Linked DNA regions of Canis lupus: region 2 is linked to region 1. The links are chromatin contacts, called in public Hi-C maps. All regions are on one chromosome and are shown on one strand. Each heading gives the region's core, a stretch centred on a gene start, on an enhancer-like site or on the middle of the called end of the contact. The rest is flanking DNA. Distances are from core to core; before and after follow the strand shown. Region 1 has its middle 91 kb from the start of MEDAG. Region 2 holds the start of USPL1 (SUMO-specific isopeptidase USPL1).

Evidence for each region. Hi-C and Micro-C count contacts between places; a contact is called where the count stands out from the background.
Region 2: a contact with region 1 is called in a Hi-C map of amygdala, with 1.9 times the contacts expected there. The contact joins the promoter of USPL1 here to the enhancer-like site in region 1. A contact is called at or near these places in 2 of 9 Hi-C or Micro-C datasets (amygdala and skin fibroblasts).

The regions. Positions count from the first base shown.
Region 1 is chr25:9,342,821-9,346,493 of UU_Cfam_GSD_1.0, reverse strand. No RefSeq gene overlaps it. Among named protein-coding and RNA genes, the nearest start is that of MEDAG, 91 kb to the right of the region's middle. Within about 2 kb of position 1,458, at least 7 of the 20 cell types and tissues checked have an H3K27ac peak or open chromatin away from gene starts, as enhancers often do.
Region 2 is chr25:9,485,323-9,489,297 of UU_Cfam_GSD_1.0, reverse strand. USPL1 (SUMO-specific isopeptidase USPL1) reads left to right here and starts at 2,102. Exons shown (of 9, transcript XM_038573350.1): 1 at 2,102-2,395.

The DNA.
Region 1 (3,673 bases), core at 209-2,708:
TGGATCGTGCTTAAGATTTCAGGTCCCCTTTTCTTGGTGTGTCACCGGCTTCTGAACACCCCACACCCGGAACATACTTATTCAATGTGGACCTACTTTGGTCCAGACAATGGCACCTTCCAGAATCTGCCCGACACGTAAGGTAGACAGGATTGAAAATACCACCAGTGGCCTTGTTTCTTCAACTCCCACATTGTAACCAGCGTCTGGATTAATATGAGTGTCCATGTGGGGCCAGTGAGAAAAATTAGTATGAAGCCAGATTACCCGCGGTGTCTGGAGTCCATGGGCACCACACCTGGGCAAGCCCCAGCCTTCAGCCTGTCTGGAGAGGGGACAGCACCCCGAGGCCTTCCCCAGGACCAGTCTACACACACCACAGAGGCCCCGGTGGGTGGTCTGATGTTTTTAAATGCTGACAACTCTACATTCTATCCTTCAGATGTTTTCCCACTCGGATCACATTAGGCGTGTTTAAGTGATGCCTTGTGGAAGCGTCTTCACGTTAGAGGATAAGCAAGCCGTTCCCTTTAATAGCAGCCTGGAGCTCGCCCCTGCAGGAGGGCACCTGGGGCGCAGCCTTCCCAGCAGGGGGCAAGGGGAAGGGGAGCGGGCCTCCCGCGCCCTCTCTGGCGCCCGCTCCGGGGGTAGGGAAGGGCGGACGCGCCCTCTAGTGGCCGCTTCCAGAACGTTCCCCGCTCCCCGCCCCCGCCGGGCGCGCTCTGGCGCTGCGGGCGCTCGGGGAGGAGAAGCCGGAGGTTACGGAGGTTACGGGGCGCTCCTCCGCCCGGCCGCGCCTTTCCCGGAGGGCGATGGAAGGTGGGCCTGGGCTGAGGGCCGGCGGGACGCCCGCGGAGGAAAGGGGCGGCCCAGCCTCCCTGCTCGGACGGCGCCCCTTCGCCGCAGGGCCCCCTCCGCACCTGGGGTCCCCGTGGGCCACGACTCTCCGTGCGCCGCCGCCGCCGCCGCCGCTCCCCCTCGCCCTCGCCCTCCCCCTCGCCCTCGCCCTCGCCCTCGCCCTCGCCCTCGCCCTCGCCCTCGCCCTCGCCGCCGCGGTCCCGGGACGCCCCTGCCCTCCGGGCTTCCCCCGACTGCGTCTGCCCCCGATGCTGGCAGCTGTCCCTTGTCCTCCGCGGAGGCACCGCTGCTCAGAGCAGCTCGGGATGGGGGTCTAACGGTCTCCGACCTCAGGATGACCCTTCAGCATCGCTGTGAATTCGATAGGTTTTTGCAAATAAACCCGGAAACCATTCCTAATAGGATTTCCACGAGAAAACGTACTCCAATTTTTAAACAACCATCAAGCATACAATCCATTCCCTCTACAGCTTGCTTCTCCTGCCCGGCATCTCCCTAGCTCTCCTCCTCAGGTCAAGTTCAGGGCCCAGGTCTCTGGGGCTCCTGTGTATAGGTCAAGGATGAGGGGCCCCTGGCCTGGCTTAGGCGGGGCCGCTTGTAGGATTTGGATCTGCCTGGGTAGGTCTGATTGGACTGCAAGGTGGACCAGCCAGGGACTGTGTGCAGTGGCTGCCCAGGGCACCTAGTGGGTGCAGGGATGCACCACCCAGACCCCCTTCCACAAATAGCTCAAGCCCCACTTACAATGAGCGTGGCCTGCAGCCAGCCTCCAGCTGTCAGCTCCTTCAGAGTGTGCCTCAGCTGTCAGACCAGGCCCTAAACTTCTGAAGGCTGCCCAGGCCAATATGAGAGCATCGCTGTGGTCCAGGGCTCCAGCGCTTCTGCCCAGCACAGGACTCCTCTACTCCAGAATCCCAGTGGGCAGCTTCTGGTTAGGTTCTCTTCTGCCTGCCCGCCCCCCATATTCTGCTTCCCCCACCCCCACCCCACCCCGCCCCCATCTCTCCCGCTGGAGTTTCTCAGCTACTGCCTGCATGCCCAACTCCAGCTTAGGGCCTTTCTTGGAGAGCCCAACCCAATAGATTGACTTGTCCTATGGAAGCTAGGGTCCCTGACATTTGGGGGATCGTAAACCCCTTTGGAGAACATGCTAATAACCGTGGAAGTCTTCCCAGGAAATGCCCGCGCACACATTCAGTTTCAGACTGCAGACCTCCCAGGCATCCCAGAGGCCTTTTAAATCTCCTTGAGAACCCCTGACTTGAGGGAGATGGGGGTGGTGTGGGGACTGGAGGGCTGGGGGAGGGGGGAGGCGGGAGGGGGAGGGATAATGACAGCTTCAAGCTTTTGGAGAGGACTTAATATTAATTTCTGGTCAGATCTGACCCTCAGCCCAGCCTCCCATGAGCTCATGGATTCTGTGAGAAAAAAATAGGAAGCCAATTCCCTTAAGTGCTCGGCAAGGCCCTGAAGGCAGGCTGCCCGGCTTGGCCCCATATGGCTCTGGCACAATGAGGGCTCAGAGAGCAGAACTGGCTCGCCCAGGAGTGCCGGGGCCCAGTTGCCCATCTGGCAGGGGTGGGGGAGGGCCCCACATTATCTCAGGAGACCATGGGGCCCACTAGCTCTGGGGGCAGGGCTTTAGGCACCTTCGAAGTAGTTGGCTTTGGAAGTGAGTGTCACCGAACAGTGTCCCGATGGCAAGAAACAGAAGGTATCTATGAAGTGGCATCTTCTAGGGCCTCTTCCAAAAGGTCCTCCTCCTTCCCAAAATAACTGACTTGGGTTTGCAGGGGATTAGATGTCTGCCGTTAGCAGGTGGAGAAAGGAGCCAGCAATACAGGTTTATGCAGGAATAGGAAGTGGCATTGTAGGACTTGGAACAGACACACAGCACTTATTATATACCAGGCCACCATGAAACACTCGCGCGTAGTAACTGATTCAATCCACACGCAATCCCATGCGATAGGTCCTATTATTACTCTCAATGTAAACTTAAAGCACCCGATGCACAGAGGTTTAGCAACCTGCTAAAATCACACAGCCAAAGAGCAGCAGAGGTGGGATTTGAGCCCAGGTAGTGTGGATCTGTGCTTTTTTTTTTTTTTTTTTTTTTAATCCCTATCTGTCCTGGCTCTGGATCCACCAGTGGTCAAGAAGCTAGACACTGGTGTCAAATGGCTTTGGGTACATTCCCAGCTCCTCTTCTGACTCGTGGTGTGATCTCAGTAGGTTTCTTACCTCTTTGTGACTTAGTTTCCTCAACAGAGTAGAAAACCCTATTAATCCTACCCCACAGAGATATTTGAGGTTTAAGTGAGTCAATCATGGAAAGTTTTTTGCTGGCACACAGAAAAGTGCTCAGAATGAGGGGGCATATCTATATCTATGAAGTCATCAGACTTCGGCCATTCACAGAACCCACAGTGACCAGCCCAGCCGCATTAGGCCTTGAGGTAGGAGGCCTGAGGCCAGCCAAGGAGTTAAAGAAACCAGATGAGTTTTTTTGTTTTTTTGGGGGGGGGGTTTTCTTGCTGGGCTAAGAGCCTTTCAGCTCCCCCGGCTGCCTCAGTGCTCTATCTTCAAAGCGCTCCTGTGCTAGGAGCCTGCCCCAGCCCCTGCACATTCTTACCAGTGCCTGAATTAATAATGCTGTTGTTTTCCTCAGAGACGAGGGACGTGTGGGAGAAGGCTGAGGGTACACTGTCAGCCCGCCAGGCTGTCTGGAAAGCTGGAGGGAGCTGGAGGAGGAAGGGGAGGCCCCACTGCTGTGAGGTGCCACCCGCTTTCCATTAGCCGGGTCTCTGAGCTT
Region 2 (3,975 bases), core at 853-3,352, 140 kb before region 1:
TTTATATCCCAGGTTTGGGCTGAAGACTTGGCTTGTGATTAAGGAATCCAACCTAGCAGATGGGACAAAACCTGACATTATGAGAAGTTTATAAAAAAAAAAAAAAAAAAAAGAAGGAAAGAAAACCTTAATTGTACATTATATTCCTATTGTAGCTGTTCATTAACTTAATAAAATCTCTTTAATTAGATTGTTAGTTTTTAATTGGAAACAGGTAAATAAAACTTCTGTCCCACACTGCTGACAAGGAGATTGCTTTAATTCTTTTTCTGGGACTAGTGTACATAGGAAGGGGCATTCAAATACACTAGTAAAGAAAAAACATAAATGTATTTATTTTTCTCAACCTGGGCCTGCTACTTTAAATGAAAGGAGCCTTTCTAGGCAAGGTCTTCTAACGGATTGTCCTATGATGCCATCATTCTTTTTACCTTATCAAGTCTTTCAGAACTTTTTAAATCTTTTACAAGAGGGGAAAAGCTCTGGCGTCAAAACTCAGCATATGCTAAAATCCTGTTTTCTTTCCACATCCCAAACCCCACATCCATTTTGTTTCTGTTACTATTACATACTTTTTCCTGGCAAGAAAAAAAAAAAATCAAATTTGCACTAAAAGACATAAATCAACTTTACAAACGTTTCATTATATTATATCAAATTTAATTATAAATTATATCAAAATTCAGTTTGGCGATGTTGATTTCTCAATATTAAAATTTAAGTTACAATTTTTAACCGAATGAATTATCTTTGTTCAACTGACAAACACTTCAGCAAGCATTTATTACAAAAAAAAAAAAAAAAAGTGTTTCCCATCCTAAAAATGGAAACAGCAACGGTGAACAGGAAAAACTCTGAGTTTGGCTATCACTTCAAGAAGGAAATACTACATTCTCGTATTTTCATAATTCATTTGAAAAAGAAAACTAGCTATATCTTACAACAAACATACCAGTATATTAATAATCAAGTACAACGATAGAAGGTAAACAAAACCTAACCAGCCTGCTTTTCAGTCTGGAGAAAAACAAACTCTCTATTGGATTTCTTGGCCACATGCAGTCGTTTAAGTACCGAAAACTAAAATCCTTTTTACTGAGGAATTCCTTAGTTACAGGACTTGTGTCCTCTATACCGTCCTATCAAAATTACCAGCATTATTCCAGAATATAGTTTAGTTTTGAGACCACTAGAAATACCCCCACAGTCCCAAATGCCAACGGTGGTCACTCTGTAAGAAGAAACGGTCAGAAACTACGTATCACTCTAGGACACAAAAGCAATCGCCCAAAAGGACTTCTCGAATACGCTGCTCCAAGATGCAGAACGCAGGTCAGAAATAGCCCACGCGGGCACCATGTCCCCTAAACCACATGACCTTCCTGCGAAAGCAGAGTCTCACACTTATCCACTAAATGAGAATTCTCCCTTCCTGAGAACAAGGCAGGGCAGTTGAGACGAGCGCAGCAGGGACAGGCGGGCTGCTGACCACTCGGGACGGGTCGTGGAGAGCAACGTCCCTGCGCTCTGGCTACTCCCCTTACCGTTAGAAGATCTGGGAGGGAGGAAAGGAGGAGAAACACCCCAGAATCCTGGCAGAAAAGCCCCTGGCCTCGAGGCTGGGGTTTGGGGAGACAGGGAGGGGCAGCTCCGTGTGTGGTGACCCTGTGTGAACACACGCTCTGTGGCTGCTCGGCTCGCACCGAGGCTTTAGGAGAGCGGAGTACGGGGGCCGCGCGCGACCCACGCCCGTCCGGCGAGGCCGCGGCGCGGCAGGCACGCGCCACCTCTGCAGGCCAGGGAGCCCGTCCCTCGCCCGCCCACCCACCCAGGTCACTCTCCGCCGCGGCCGCTTCCAACCCGGGCTCGCCCGGGCCAGGGCGCGACGCGGCGCGCGCCGGACTCTCTCCTCAGCGTAATCCCTCCGCTGCCGGACGCGCACTAGTTTTAATCACGCCCCACCCCCTGGCCGCTGGCGTCACCTCCGCCACTCGAGCGCTTTCCAGCAGCTTCCAGAACCGTCGCCTCCCCAAACCCAGCCACTCACAGATGCCGGGCTCGGCAGCCACCGGCCCCGCCCCTAGCCGTCGCCGCAGCGGAAACCTGCGACTGCGACAGCTAGGCGGACAGCCACGCCTCTGCAGAGGCCGCCCGGAAGCGCTCCCGCTCTCGTCTTCCCCGCCTCGCTGACGTCCTTTCGGGCCCCGCGCCCAGCAGGAAGGGGAACTCTTTTGCGGCGGACTCAGACCGGAAGCCGCTTTTGTAGCGGAGAGGCCGGTGGGGGAGGAGCGGGCCGAGGGGAACGTGGGTTGAACGTTGCGGAGGGTGTCGTGGACCCAGGCTGGAACGGGAGTGCGGACCGACCTGGTGCCAAGAAGGGGAGTGCGCGCGGCAGGTGAGGGAGGAGAGGAAGTAGTTTCCGCCGGGTCCCGAAGTCGGGAAGGCGGACGGAGCGGGGGAAGAAGGGCCGCCTGTGGGGCAGTCGGCGCGCCAAAAAGGTGGGCTAGGCGGGGGTGGGGGGGGGGGAAGGGGCTGGGACGCGGCTCGCGGGGAAGGGCTGCTAATGCAGTTACAGAGTTACTGGTTCGTTTTGGCTCCGAGAGGTAAATGCTGAAGAGAAACCAGAGTTGTGTTGTTTTTCGCTCTCCCAAAGAGCGCGGAGGTGGGGAGGGTCAACGAACCCTGCGCCTCCCCGGGTTTCTAAGGTTGGGTTTTGAAACCAACGTGCCTTGGCCCTGTGCGTCTAGGATTCCGGACGGCTGGGTTTCGGTGCCGGGCCGGGCGCCCAAAGCCGACCCTCGACCCCCTTCCTCGGCTTCGGGTCTGCTGTGGCTTTACCTTTTAGCCAATTCTTGTGCTGAGCCCGCCTGCTGGCGGGGAGACGGAGGGGTGTGTGCAAACTCAATGGGCTTAAGGCTCTTCTCGGAGCAGCTGGTTCTCTGGGTCTCCCCATTGTGCGCACGGGACTGGGAAACAAGCTTAATTGCATGGCTTTCGTCATTCCCAGGGCCAGCTTTACACATTTCATTGTGCTGTAACTGAGTTCATATGAGGCTAAGTAGTGCACTGTCGGCGTCCGGGAGTATCCGTGGCTTACGGGAGTAATGAAAAAAGGGCGTCTGGAGAAAGGTGCTGAGGGTAAAGTGGAGTAGAGCATGGTGAGATTGGAGAGCGAGGTTGGTCGCGAGTGCAATGAGCGTAGTAGGCAATATGCATAGTATGATCCTCAGGTTCATACTGAGCTGTTTGGAATTTTCCATAATCAGGTTGGAGTAAATAGATGACTTTAAGCCGAGCCATTGGATGTTGGAGTAAATAGATGAATTTAAGCCGAGCCGTTGGCAGACCTCGGACTTATTACAAGCGTCACTTTGGCAGTGATAGAGTGAGGATGGCTTGGAGAGGGGGGATTTGAGGCTTCCAAAGAACTGTCCACAGAATTTGGTGACTTACTGCATGAACAAGTGGGGAGTGAAAGTTTAGACAACCACTCAAATTTTCTATTTTCTAGTCTGTGTGTTTACGGAGAGGAAGATAGCAAAATCTAGGTGGGATACAAGAAAAAGGATCAGGTTACTTTGGTAGGGAGAACAATGAAGACCATCACTGAGGGCAAGTTAACCTGTAAGAACCACTCCAGGGTTTTTGTAAAAAGACAAACGAAATTGTTTTTGGAAGACCTGGACAGCTTACCTCTTGATATTTTCTTAAATGAATTTTCTTTTGTGGGGTTTTGCATATTCAGAATTTCAACTACCTGTCTGCTTTTCCCGTTGAAATGTTGGCTGCTGAGATCAGGATCAGAGCCGATCTGAAGGCTTACGTTTTACTTTTATAATTGAGAGATAAAACAGGCCAAAAAAGTTCTCTAGTTCCTTCAGGCAGATAGAGATTTTCATCAGAAACATTTTACTCAGAATACATAAAGTACTGATTTTTCTTTTGAGAATCCTGCAGAATTATAAGATAACAGCA